Regions from separate parts of the Canis lupus genome. Here region 1 is linked to region 2. The links are chromatin contacts, called in public Hi-C maps. All regions are on one chromosome and are shown on one strand. Each heading gives the region's core, a stretch centred on a gene start, on an enhancer-like site or on the middle of the called end of the contact. The rest is flanking DNA. Distances are from core to core; before and after follow the strand shown. Region 1 holds the start of ZSCAN22 (zinc finger and SCAN domain-containing protein 22). Region 2 has its middle 10 kb from the start of A1BG.

Evidence for each region. Hi-C and Micro-C count contacts between places; a contact is called where the count stands out from the background.
Region 1: a Hi-C map of blood shows a contact between it and region 2, with 2.3 times the contacts expected there. The contact joins the promoter of ZSCAN22 here to the enhancer-like site in region 2. A contact is called at or near these places in 2 of 9 Hi-C or Micro-C datasets (amygdala and blood).

The regions. Positions count from the first base shown.
Region 1 is chr1:100,371,611-100,378,199 of UU_Cfam_GSD_1.0, reverse strand. It overlaps ZSCAN22 (zinc finger and SCAN domain-containing protein 22), which reads left to right and starts at 3,250. Exons shown (of 4, transcript XM_038527526.1): 1 at 3,250-3,455; 2 at 4,154-4,325.
Region 2 is chr1:100,333,730-100,340,950 of UU_Cfam_GSD_1.0, reverse strand. No RefSeq gene overlaps it. Among named protein-coding and RNA genes, the nearest start is that of A1BG, 10 kb to the left of the region's middle. Within about 2 kb of position 5,765, at least 11 of the 20 cell types and tissues checked have an H3K27ac peak or open chromatin away from gene starts, as enhancers often do. A contact at or near this core is called in blood, where this site is marked.

The sequences.
Region 1 (6,589 bases), core at 2,001-4,500, 40 kb before region 2:
CGTCTGACTTCCAGAAAAGTAAGATAATAGATTTTCGTTGTTAGAAACCACTATGTGGTCATTTGTTAGAGCAATAGGAAACCAATAGAGCCTCTCTAGACACCAACCAGACCAATTGAGCACAGCCAATTATACTCAGGTGAAAAATAGGAAAGGTGGTTCACGGAAGTGATAAAGTAAAAACCAGGAAAAATGTGGGGCTCTTTTCACTGGTAGGTGGAAAGGCAAGTTCTGCTTAGAGGTAGGGAGGCATCAATGATGTGAAGCGGGGCTGTGCAGAAAAGGCAGGGCTGAGAGCTGGCAAGCAGGAGCTGCCAGAAATAAAGCCTTCAGTGGTGCAGAGATGATCACAGCAGAGTTGGGAAACTGGGTTAACTGACAGTACCCAGAGAGTGCCTAGTGCACAAAAGGGGCCCAATGAAGGTGTGGTTTATTGTTATGATTATTGGGAGTCAGCATCTTCGGGTTGTTCCTTTGACAACAGAAGGCATAAAACCACAAGGAAGGCCAAGAAGACCCAAGGAGATGATGGCAGCCAGTACCATCTACAGGCCAAAGCCCAGTACAGAGCTTGACAGGAGATGGGTCTTGGTTGGGGAAAGCAAAGGATTCCTTGGAGTAGAACCGCTGTGGTCTACAGTGGTCAGAAAACACAAAGGGGCCATTTATACAAAATATCAGAGCAGGTAAATCCATGGAGGCAGAAAGTAGATTAATGGCCCTCAGAGACTGAGGGCAGGGGGAATAGAGAGTGACTGCTAATGGGTATGGGGTTTGTATGTGGAGTTATGAAAGCCTTCTGGAATAGTGGTGATCATTGCACAACCTTGTGAATATACTAGAAAGTGAAACTATACATTTTAGAAGGGTGAACTTAAGGTATGTGAATTATACCTAAGAAAGAAGAGTTAAATTTTAAAAGGGAAAGAATATGGAAAGAGGACCAGGTGAAGGAACAAACCTTGGCAAAGGGAAGGGAAGCAATGAGAATCTATGAGGTGTAGGATGAGGGAGATGAGATGCCTCAGGCCTTCAAGACAATGGTAGTTGATGTGGGGCATGGAGAGAACATGGCCACCAGTGCCACTCCCTGGTGTGGAGCTTCTGGTGATGGGTAGGTATGAACTGTAGCAGAAGGCCTTGTCACTCTCATTGCACATGGAGTGCTTCTTACCCATGTGGATGCACTGGTGCTGGCTACGACTGCTGGATGAAGGCCTCATGGCCTTGCCACACTCCAGGTAGGCATAGGGCCTCTCACCTGCATGGGCCTGCTGGTGCTCAACAAGGTAAGCTGCAGGACTTGCCACATGCTGGGCACTCATAGAGCTTCTCACCTGTGTGACTCTGTCGGGGCTGGCTGAGCCATGAACCCTGGATGAAGGCCTGACTGCACATGAAGGTGTGCCAACACTCTTCACACACATAGGGCCTCTTACCTGTATGGACTCGCTGGTGCTGGCTGAGGTCTGCAGTGCCCTTGAAGGCTTTGCCACACAGTCCAAGTACTTGCAGGGCTTCTCACCTGTGTGGAACTTGTGCTGCTCAATGAGTGTGGAACTCTGCCTAAAGGACTTGCCACACTCAATGCATTCAAATAGCTTCTCACCACTGTGTGTCACTGATGGTGGATCAGGATGAGCTCCACTTGAAGGCTTTTCCATAATCCTGACACTGGTAGGGCTCTTCCTTTGTGTGAATCCTGTGTTTCCACAGGTCTGATAGGCTTTTCCCTAGGATGTGTCCTCTCATGCACAGAGAGGGCCAAGTGCTGCTTGAAACTTTTCCCGCACAAGCCACACCTGCAGGGTTTCCTGTCCACACAGGCTACCTACAATATGGCTGGCTCTGGAACCCACTCAAAGCTGCTTCCATATGCAACTAACATGTGTGGTTTCTTTTCCACAGCAATGCTGTCTCGTTTGATAGGGCTGGAAGGTATCCTAACACTCCTCACAACTTCACTGCCTATAACTTCTCCTCACACTAGGAGTTTCCATGTTGGGGACTGACCTTTGTTTAAATCTTCTTGTCAGAAAAAAAAAATCTTGTCAGAAAAGGATCCTCAGTAGGACCTCTGTTCTGGTTCCCTGAGTGGGCCTCAGGAGTGTCAATGTTGGAGATCCCTGGGTGGCTTAGTGGTTTAGAGCCTGCCTTCGGCCCAAGGTGTGATCCTGGAGCCCCAGGATTGAGTCCCACATCGGGCTCCCTGCATGGAGCCTGCTTCTACCTCTGTCTGTGTCTCTGCCTCTCTCTCTACCTCTCATGAATAAATAAACAAAATCTTTACCAAAAAAAAAAAAAAAAAAAGGAGTGTCAATGTCTTCGAAGGCAGAACCCCATGAGATCTCTTTTCTGATGACCTCCATTATTACTACGATGATGAACCGCAGCAGGTCTTTGAATATGCTCTGTGGTTACCTTTCTTATCTGCAAGAAACCAGGTTGTTAACTTTGTTGACTTGTTTTTGTTTTGTTTTGTTTTTTCACTTTGTTGACTTTCTAAACTGAAAAGAAATCAAAAGGCTTGATGAAGTGGATGAAATTACTGGCTCAATTCTTCACTCCTTCCGTACCCTTGGCCATATTTGCAGTTCCTCTCACTAAAGACAGCATGGATACCTCTCCTCAGAAGCCTCCTCACACTCATACCAATGCCCTTTCACCCCATTATGGGCTGAACTGTGCCCCGCCAAGTTCACATGTTAACATCCTAACCTAACCCCCAGTATATCCCAGAATGTGACTGTCATACACAGTCTGGGACCTTCATGCTCTATCAGGCCCTCCTGGGCACCACATCTCTGTCTCACAGACACCATTACACAATGTGACAGCATTACACAGAATGCTGCAGGATTATCACATATGGTGACTAACACGGAGGTCTCTCTCACATACACACAGAACTACCCACACACGTGGTCATAGGGAATGACACACGCAATCTACCTCTAGGACACTTATAGTCGCACAGGACAAACACATGGAATCACCTGTATACGGTCACAGAAAGCAACACACACTATATAGGATGCACACTCTTCACACCAACACCCGCACCCCTTACCTTCACGCACCATGCACGGTGCTGCCTCCCGCACAGACCCCGGCCCAACTCTCCGCTCACCGCCACCACAACCCAATAAAGGCCCACCCTTCAGCCAGCTGTCCCGTTCAGACTACAACTCCAGGCGTGCCCCGGGACGCGCAGGGAGGACGCGAGGCCTTCTGGGGATTGTGGTCCAGAAGGACGAGACGGCGGCGTCGGGGCTTTGGGGGCCGCGGAGCTCGAGACGCGAGACCTGATGAAAACTGTAATCCTGGCTAGCAGGCGCGTCTGCTGGACAGCGCAGCGCATTCTGGGAGTCATGGTCCCGGCGAGCGGGCGCGCAGGCGGCCTAGCCTAGGAGGCGCCTCCAAGAGCACTCCCGGAAGTGGCCGCAGCTGCGCGGGTGAGGGGGTTGCTCGGGGTGCGGTCCGCTGGAGTCGCGGCGGGAGAGGAAAGCGCCAGGCCCCGAAGCCCGCGGCGGCCTGAGCCAGACGGGCGGGCCCTACTCGCCGACGGGGGCTTGAAGCGCTAACCACCAGCGGCGCGGCTGGAGGACCGACTGACTGACGCACGGACCGAGTGTGGAACTCCCTGTCGGATGTGGGAGCCGCTGACTGGGACGCAGCCTGCCTGTGGGCTCCGGCAGCGGCCACATCGCGGGCGTGCGTTTCTGACTGGTAGCCTGGGAGTGGTGGTGGTGGGGGGGGTCTTCGGATGTCCTATGCGGCTGACCAAGACGGTGGCCTGAGCTTCCAGGGGATCCTGTGATGCTATGAGTGAGAGGGTGGGGGTGTGGCTGGCCGTGTGACCTCAGGTGTGACCGCGAGCATCTACCGTGTGACTGACGGGCTGAGATTATGAGTGGCTGTGCCGGCATCCTCCGCTGTGACGGCGCTGCTGTGAGGGCCTGTGTTTATGGGACTAACTGTGCATTTTGTGCGTCTGGGCATAGTTTGGAGTATGACTGACACCATGCCTGAGATAGGGTGTGTGTGTGACTGTGTGATTGACTAAGATTTTGTCAGGCCTACTGAAATTTGGGTGATTTGCAGAGAGTTCACCAAGTAGGTGACAGGGACTTTGTGCTTTGTGTGTCTGCAGTTGGAGTTATTTGACAACCCGTAGCAGGGTTTATGGATATGTCCCCCAGCACCTGTGGACTTAAGTCTGGCAGTCAACAGATTGGTTGTTTACCACATGTTTGCTGTGTGCCAGACCTGTACTGGACATCTGTCATGGATCACCTTGGGTAACCTCACAGCAGCTCTCTGAGGTAGGTGCCAGCTAATAGGGTGACTACATGTAAGGACCATTCTCCTCAGTTGGTTAAACACTCAAGGTTTGGAGGCCTTGACCTGATATGAGGTCACCATGTTGGGAATGGGCTGAGGCAGGTGGGTGTACATGTGTCTCAGAGACTGTTATCAGTGATTTTCCAGGACAGGAGCTCCAGAGGTACAAAAAGGAGCTTGGAATCTTGCTGCATTTATTGTCATCCCTAAAATTCCTGCTTCCCCTCCCCCTGTATGGTGATTCCCCACATCTGTGGGTGACCATGCTCAGCCTTTCCTCATTCCTCCATTTGCTTAGCACCCATCTATGATGTACTTGACATAGACCGTGCCCTGGAAACTGTTGCTACAGCAAGAGCAAGCCCAGTCTCTCTGGGGCAACATGTGGTTATAGCCAGAGCTGGGTAAAGAGAGACCCAGAGCCCTCAGAAAGATACTTAACTTGCTCCCAAGTGCTTGGACAGCTCTTGGAGAAGATGGCAGGTAAAGTGCCATTTGGAGGACTAGGAAGAATTAAGTGCAGAGAGAGATTTTAGAAAAAGAGGGTAACAGGGACAAAGGCTGAGAAAATGGGGATTGAGAGTAATGGCAAGGTGACAAGAGGCTCAAGAGCTTCATGATGGAGTTGGGGGCTAAAACACAGTTTTGCCAGAAGTTGCCAGCTATCACTGAAAGGTTTTAGGGTTGGAGTTTATTTTACTAACGTTTGCTTGTCCCTATGCCCACGGCCATGGCTCAAGTGCAACATTTGTTATCTCTTTAAGTTTAGCTATCTTAGCAGTGTAAAGTGGTATTTCATTGTGGGTTTGATTCGCATTTCTCTGGTAGCCGTGATGAGCAACTTTTCGTGTCGCCTGTTGGCCATTTGTATATCTTCTTTGAAGAAATGTCTAGTCAAAATCTTTGCCCATTCTTTAACTGGATTATTTGTCTTTTTATTATGGAGTTGTTTAGATACAGGTTCCTTTTCAGGTATATAATTTGCAAATATTTCCTGACATTTTGTGGGTTGCCTTTTCGCTTTCTTGATGGTGTCCTTCAAATTGGGAAAGTTTTTAATTTTGATGAAGTTGTTTTTCTACTTTATCTTTCATCATTTATCCAGGAAGCCTTTGCATTTTTCTAATTGAAGTATAGTTAACATACAGTATTATATTAATTTCAGCTGCACAACATAGTGATTCAACATTTATATACAGTATAAAATGATCACCAGAATAAGTCTAGTTACCATCTCTTACCATACAAAGTTGATACGATATCATTATCTGTATTACATGTACTATACCTTACTTCCCCATGACCTATTTATTTTATAACTGTTAGTTTGTACCTCTTGATCCCTTTCACCCAGTCCCAAACCCCCTTCTCCTCTGGCAGCCATCAGTCTGTTTTCTGTATATATGCAGCTAGTTTTGTTTTGTATGTCTGTCAGGTTTAATCTGATTGGTAGTCAGATGAAATAGGCTTGGCAAAAGTTGGTCGAAACAGGCTTTTAATGGGACTCAGGCTTTTTTTTTTTTTTTTTTTTTAATTTTTATTTATTTATGATAGTCACACACAGAGAGAGAGAGAGAGAGAGGCAGAGACACAGGCAGAGGGAGAAGCAGGCTCCATGCACCGGGAGCCCGACGTGGGATTCGATCCCGGGTCTCCAGGATCGCGCCCTGGGCCAAAGGCAGGCGCTAAACCGCAGCGCCACCCAGGGATCCCGGGACTCAGGCTTTTATTGGGACTGGCTCTCGCTCTCCGCTCTCTGGTGAGGTTCTGTGGCCCACAGGGGAGAGAGAGAGCGAGAGAGCAGGGAGTCTCCCGTGGGGAAGTTGCACGTAGGGGAGTGTAAGCAGGCTTTTTAAGAGGGGAGGGGTAAGGGGTTGTGTGTACGGGGTGATAAGTATTAGGACATATTACTGGTGAAATCAATATGAGGGATAACTGCTCATGCCCTTATGTGGGGTCTGGGTAAAGTACGGTTCAGGTTTCCTGCATAGGTCCAGTCTCCCCCTGATGACTGTCTTCGGGCAGTCTTCTGGTGATGGGAAAGTTCTGAGGTGGGGGCAACAAGGTGGAGGGTCCGCCCCCATTTTGTTGGTGCCTCTCGATCCCCCTTGATCCCGCCGGCCCAACAATGTCCATTTGTTTTGTTTTTTAGATTCCACATGTAAGTGAAATCATATGGTATTTATCTTTCTCTGACTATTTCATTTAGCATAATACCCTCAGGGTCCATCAGTGTTATAATTCA
Region 2 (7,221 bases), core at 4,516-7,015:
AGCCTGTAGTGTCAGTCTTCAGCACAATCCAGGGAACATAGCCTTTCCCTGGAGCCACCTGCAGGGCCCACTGTCCTGGGGACTCGACCTTGCCTTTGTCATCTGAAACAAGAGAGAGAGAAAGCAAATCCTGAGAGCTCAAAGAACTCTGGGAAATGGAGCAGAGGGGACCGGTGGGTCTCATGAATGATGTGATTGTGACAGATCTAGAGCAGGGGTAAAGCTTGGAGCTGGCTGTATCTGGGCATGGCCATCACCCCCACCTTTCCTGAGCTGGTGCCCCGGCCCCTCTTCAGCCTGGAACAGGGAAACAGGGCAGGTTGGCCTGCAGACTCTCCAACTTTCCCCATAGAGACTGCCTCCAAGGCCAACTCTGAGTCAAACCTCAGCCCTGCTGCATGTGGGCAACTGAGACTATGATGGGAGCATTATGGGAACCAGTGTGCTTGCCTGGATGGTCACTTCCCACACATCCACACACTGACTAGGCAGCAGGGTGCTGGGAGGTATGGTATGTGGGTGCCAAGATTGTGGAAATATTCAAAAGCCACCTGCCTCACCTCCACTAGCCTCCCATAGGGCCTTGGTCTCCAATTCTGCACAAGGCAGCTCCAAGACCTGGCTCTCATCCCCTTGCTCCACCTTGGGGGTCACAACGCAACAGAGAAGTGAGGACACCTGTTTGTGAGGATGAAAATGGACCTGGCCACTTGTAAAAACACTAGAAATGAGGAGAATCTGGGTGGCTCTGTCAGTGAAGTGTCTGACTCTTAATATTGGCTCAGTCATGATCAGAATCATGAGATTAAGCCCTGACTCAGGCTTCGTGCTCAGCATGGGGTCTGTTTGAGATTCTCTGTCTCCCTCTGCCACTCCCCATGCTCACAGGCATTCTCTCTTGATCAAAAAAAATAAAATCTTAAAACAAGAAAAGAAAAAAGAAACATCAGAAATGAACTACTTCCACTCCAGGGAAGGAGGAATCCCAGTGGCTGCCAGGCAGTGTTAGGCCACATCAGGCCTCTGCCTCAGTCCAACCAGGCTGTCCAGCTGCCTAAACCAAGAAACAGGGGTGGTGGTGCAGCCAGATCCCTGGGGGAGAGAGGCTGAGGGCAGGGGGGGCAGGGAGGCAGGGGGACTGTATTGGCCCTGAGGCCACACCTGCATCTTCAGCAGTGTCTCCACAGCAAGCAAAGCCCATCTGCAGCTCCCCTGATCACCTTGTTGTCCTCTGTGGAGCCTGTAGCCAGCTGGTGCTCTCATGCCGCATACATGAATTGTCAAAGATCTCAGGGCCTCCAATCCACCCGCTCCAGAGTGAGGCAAACCCCAGGAGCACCCATCATTCAGGCCACCAGCAGGGTGGCCCTGGGTCAGCTGCCAGGACAAGGTAGGAGCAAGTGCATGGATAGGTGCTGCACCTGGAACTAGGCCATGGGGAACCTGGTGCTCCTCTCCCTCTATCCTGGGGACCAGCACCTCTTGGGGACTGGGAGCTGGGACCAAGGGACAGGGATGCAGGCAGGACAGGCTGATGCTGACAGATCCAGAGAAAATAAGGGGCATGCAGCAGCACATCCATCCTTCTTGGTGACCCCCACCTCCCCACGTTCTGAGGACAGTGCTGAGAACAAACATCTCAAGTGTGAACTTGAGGGCATCTGTCTAACTCCGGGGTCTGGGCCAAGACCAAGTTCCCACCACCCTTCTCCCACAGCACTTCCATGTCACCAGTTCCAGCTGGGAACTGTAAGCCAGGTTCAGGAGGAAGCCGACGCAGCCCAACCCAGCCAGCCCTCACCTGGAGTTCTAGACTGGCCAGCTACTGCTGCAGCCTCTCAACCAGAGCAGCAGCCTCCTCCAGGCTGCATGGCTGCTGCCTCCAAACACAGGCCTGAATCTCAGGTGGCAGAAACCGCTCCCAGAAACTGCTCCAGTATGAGGGGCTCAGCATCTGCTCCTTGGAGCATGCCTCTGGCTGCAGCCATTGACAGCACGGCTCTTGGAGCTGGGCCAGGGCCTCATAGGGCCTCTCTTCCTCCTTGTAGCAGAACTCCCAGCAGCACTGGCCAGGGGTCTCAGAGCTGGGCTCACCCACCATTAGGGCTGGTGTGCTCTGAAGGACCCCAGGGGCCAGAGCTGGCAGCCGTCATACCCCCTCCCAGGCAGGACAGCCACATGTTCCAGGGCACTTCCTCTGGACCTGGAGACACAAAGGTGAGCCTCTGAGCACAGCCAGGCCATGAAGCCTCCTCCTGAGAACTCTGAGAATAAATGGGATCTGCAGGTCTGGGTGCTTGTGTCTATTAGTGAATCAGGAAGTAAGTGTCCCCACCTTTGTGTCCATGTGTTTAAGAGATGTACGGAGGGGCCCAGTATGTGGTCTTCTGTACCATCTCCTCCTCTCTCCCTACTTTTCTCAGGGGCCTCTGCCCTGGCTTCTTCAACTACTTGGCTCCATTCATCCTCCACAGAGAATGCCAAAGTCTGCAAACTGGATAGCCAGATTTGGCCAGCACACAGATCTTGCTTGACTGACCCTTTCCAACATGCTTTTTAAAAAATTTAAATGAATTACCAATGTTAAAAAGTAATCAGATGTTGGTAGGAATGTAAAATGGTGTGGCCTATGTGGAAAACACTCTGGTGGTTCCTTAAATGGCTAAACACTAAACACAGAGTTACCATGGGATGCAGCAATTCCACTCTTAGGTATCTACCCAAAAGAAATGAAAACATGTCCAGGCAGCTTTTTTGCACACAAATGAAAACAAAGAACTATATGACCTACCTTAAGGTATCCTTTTTTTAAAATTTTTATTTATTTATGATAGTCACAGAGAGAGAAAGAGAGAGAGGCAGAGACATAGGCAGAGGGAGAAGCAGGTTCCATGCACCGGGAGCCCGACATGGGATTCAATCCCGGGTCTCCAGGATCGCGCCCTGGGCCAAAGGCAGGCGCCAAACCGCTGCGCCACCCAGGGATCCCCCTTAAGGTATCCTTTTGCCATTTTTTCCCTCCTTAATTTTGTGTGTATTTTCAAATTAAAAAAAAAAAATAGAGATCTGGGGACACCTGGTGGCTCAGCGGTTGGGTCCGCCTTGGTCTCGGGGCATGATTCCAGGGTACAAGGATCGAGTCCCACATCGGGCTTCCTGCATGGAGCCTGCTTCTCTTCTGCTTGTGTCTCTGCTTCTCTCTCTGTCTCTCATGAATAAATTGATAAAATCTTAAAAAAAAAATAGAGATCTGTTGCAGTGCTGGGGATGAGGGAACTCTTGCTAAGGGGAATTTGAGCTTTCTCCCATTTCTTTTTCTCTCTTCCTCTTTCTTTCTCCTGGTCAAGATTATAAATATACCAAGAAGTTGAGAAGGGTGTCCTTCACACACACACACACAAAAGTATCCATGTAAAAGTTTGCACATGTCATATATATATATATATATATTAATACAATTACTATAATAGCCGAAAAGTGTTAATAGGTCAATGTCCATCAACTGATGAATGGATAAACAAAATGTGGTGGATACTTATAATCAAATATTATTCTGCCATAAAAAGGAATGAAACACAGATACATCCTATATGATACAAAAACCTTAAAAAAAAAAACCTTGAAAACATCATGATAAATGAAAGAATCAAGACACAAAAGACTTTAAATTCTATGATTTTATTTATCTGAAATGTCCAGGATAGGCAAATCTGTAAGAAACAGAAAGTAGATTAGTGCCTGCCAGGAGCTGGGGAGGAAGAAATGGGAGTTTGATAAATGGATATGGAGTTTCTTTCAGGGTGATGAAAATGTCCTGGAATTAGATTGTAGAGATGGTTGCACAAAAATGTAAATATATACCAACAACAATACAACTGTACATATTAGAAAGGTTAATTAAAAAGTCATCAACCAATTTCAAAAGGTTACTTATCATATGATTACATGTATATAACATTTTTTAAATGAAAAAGTTGTAGAAATAGAAAACAGAAAACCAAGGGTTAAGGAGAGGGGTGAAAGGGCAACAGGAGGAATCACAGGTGGTGGAAATATTCAGTATCTTGACTCCCATTTGAATAGCTTGGTTATCATACTTAGTTCTGCAAAATGCTACCACTGGACAAAACTGGGTAAAGGGTACACAGGATCTATTTGTATTATTTCTTTCAGATATGAATTTATAGTTATCTAAAAAAAAATCTTTTTAAGCCATTAGGATTCAATGAAAATCCTTGTTTGTTTCTTGAAGGACCAGAGGACCTGGCTTCAGAAGTCCCATGTTTCTGAGGATGGAGCCTGACTGGGATATCCCTCCAGCTAAGACCTATGCTTCAGAGCTGCCCAGCCCTGTCTCCTCTAATTGAGTCTCCCTGCCTGGAAGTCTGCCCATCTTGGGATGGTATCCAAATCCCCGAAGGTCCTTCCAGATTGCCTTCACTGAACCAGCCTCCCCACTGTCCTCACACTCACCTTGTGTGCCCCTTTTCTGCCTGAAAGCCTTGTCCACCACCTTTTCCCCAAAAATCCTTACTCACCATGGTCTGTGGCCACCTCCCAGTCAGTCCCCATCTCCCACACCAACAATTGGCTCTCATCCGACGGATCACAAGTGACTGTTTGTGTCTCCACCCAGCCTCAGGCCTGGGCTCTCACCTATTGGGGGCTGGATGAAAAAGCACACGGTGAAAGGAAGGAACACTGCGCAGGAAATGCCCAACGTGGGGGGTTTGGTCTCAGGAAGCGTTGGGCTTGGAGCACACCAGGAGGCCACTGAGAGTGGAGGCTGGATGCTCCTGCGGATAAGGCACGTGCAGAGGCCCAGAAGCAGCGCGGGGAGGAGGTCTGAGTGTATGAATGAATGCGTAGAAGAAGGAATGATGGCGCACGGCCTAGGGAACTAAGGGGCGAGACTGGAGAGCAGGAGGAATTAATGATGAGTGAATAGATGGACAAGCGAATCGGAGTTGGATGACCCGGCAGCTTAGTGCAACAGAGGAACCAGAAAGCAAGGGGACGAGTAAACACGTGAATGAATGAAAGAGCAGGGGGAAGAGATGCTACGGAAGTAAATGAGGACGCCCACGGAAGAGCGAGAGGCGAAGAACGGCCTCTAGGGGTGACAGCGCAGGCTCACGGGCTCCCCCGTGACAGCGCTTCTGCCCCAACCCTAGGCGGCAGAGCCACTTCCGGGGCCCTCTGGGCGGTGCGAAGGCCTCACTCTCGGTGGTCCCAGAGCGCGCCCGCCTTGGTCTGCGCGGCCCGGCAGGGGGAGCCGCGGGTGCGGGTCCGAACCCTGCCGGACCGCGGCCGCTCGCCTCACGCACTGTCCTTGGCCTGCCCCGGCATCCACGTGGCGCGGCCCAGCTAGGACGGCGCCCTGGTCAGCACCCGGGCTCAGGCCGCGGGGTACCGGGCGGGGTGGGGGTGAGCGCAGAGTGCCCACCGAGGCGCCCTGGCGGTACTTCCCACTGCGCCTGCGCAGCTGCGGAGTTCGTCCCCAGTCACCAGCCCGCGTCCTTCGGTTTCTATGGGGACCGGCCAGCTGCACCCGTTGCCGTGGATACGCACCGCCCTTTCCGTTAGCCCCTCCCTGGCCTCATTTACACTTCCTGAGGGACACACAGACCTCCATGCTAAGGTCGCCGGATCTCAGACACGGGAAGCAAATCTGGAGAAAGAACTGTTCTGCAGCCAGAGGGTTGCACATTTTTCACCTCTGTCTATTCTCTGGCCATCAAGTCCTCTTTACAACCCCATGGACCTTGTCCAGCAGGGGCCTGGCGGGGAGGGGTGCGCATCTCATCTACCTAGGCACTGGCCCCGCGGCCCTTCCCTGGGGAACAGCACGTCCATGCTGGAATCACTCTTTGCTATATAAAAGTTTCTCAATCCAGGTGGTTTGGACAAGTGTGAATGCGTGACTCGGGCACACAGCATTCCATGCCCCTTGGCCCTCATGATTGACTCGGGATGAATATAGGAGCAACTTTCTATGGATATCACTGGAGCAAGAAGTTCTTTCTGAACTACTAGGGCTTCTAGTTTCTATGGAACTTGAAACCGTGAATAGCTGTCAGCTGGTAAGTGTCTGACTCTTCATTTCAGCTCAGGTCATGATCTCAGCATTAGGGAATTGAGCCCCGTGCTGGGCTCTGCTCAGCAAGGAGTTGGTCTGTGTTTCTTGCCCTCCCTCTGCTCCTCCCTCCTATGCTTGCTTTCTCTCTCTCTAAAATAAATAAACCTTAAAAAAAAAATGTATCCTTTAACAGCAGGTAATCATACATGCAGTAACAAAGAATCTCAGGAACACAATACAGATGTCTTTTTTGCTCATGTCACAGTGTGAAGTGATCAAGTGACCCTCCCAGAAGGCTGTCCTTGATTCATGGATCCAGACTCTTTCTATCTTGGTCTTTTCTATTCCTTATGTCTTCATCAGAATTTCCTGCTGAATCTTGTAGAACCAGCTGGCTGATGAAACAAGTGAAGGTGATATAGGCCATTTTATGTTACCCATCACTTCTGCCCACATTCCAATAGCCAGAACTCAATCACATGACTCCATGTAACTGCAGGAAACCTGAGAAATATGTTTGTGGGTGCAGGAGAAGGGGATTACAGGGCATTTTAGTCCATCTCTGCCATAGGACCCATAATATCCCCTATATATTGAGTTCATATTGGCAGCACTCAAGAGTACAGTATAGTCCATTGTACTTGCATTGAATGTCCCCAGGGCCTCCTCATACCCCTTACATACTCAAGAGTTTTCCCCAGCATGAAGTCCCTGGTTTTGACTGGGCTTAGAGGCTCTTATACTCCTAACCTTTCAAGTAGCCATTCAACTCCTTGCCCATATAGACTTTCTGGTGCATGACAAAGTTGAACCACCACCAAAGCTTTTCCACATGCTTCTTAGATAGTGTAGTAACCAACCTTCAAGAGGGCTGCCAATGATCCCTCTTGGTATTCACACCCTTGTTGGTGTAGTTTTCTCCTACATTGAATCGGTAATGGTCTGTGTCACCAATAGAATATGGCATAAGTGAGTGTGTGACTTGGACTCTTGAATTGCTATGGGGGGGATTCAATTACCATGTCATGAGAACACTCAAGAAATTCTATGGAGAGACCCTTTAGACAGAAGCCACTTGACAACTATATGAACAAGCCATCTTGTCAGTGGACCCTCCAACCCCAGTCACACTTCAGATGACT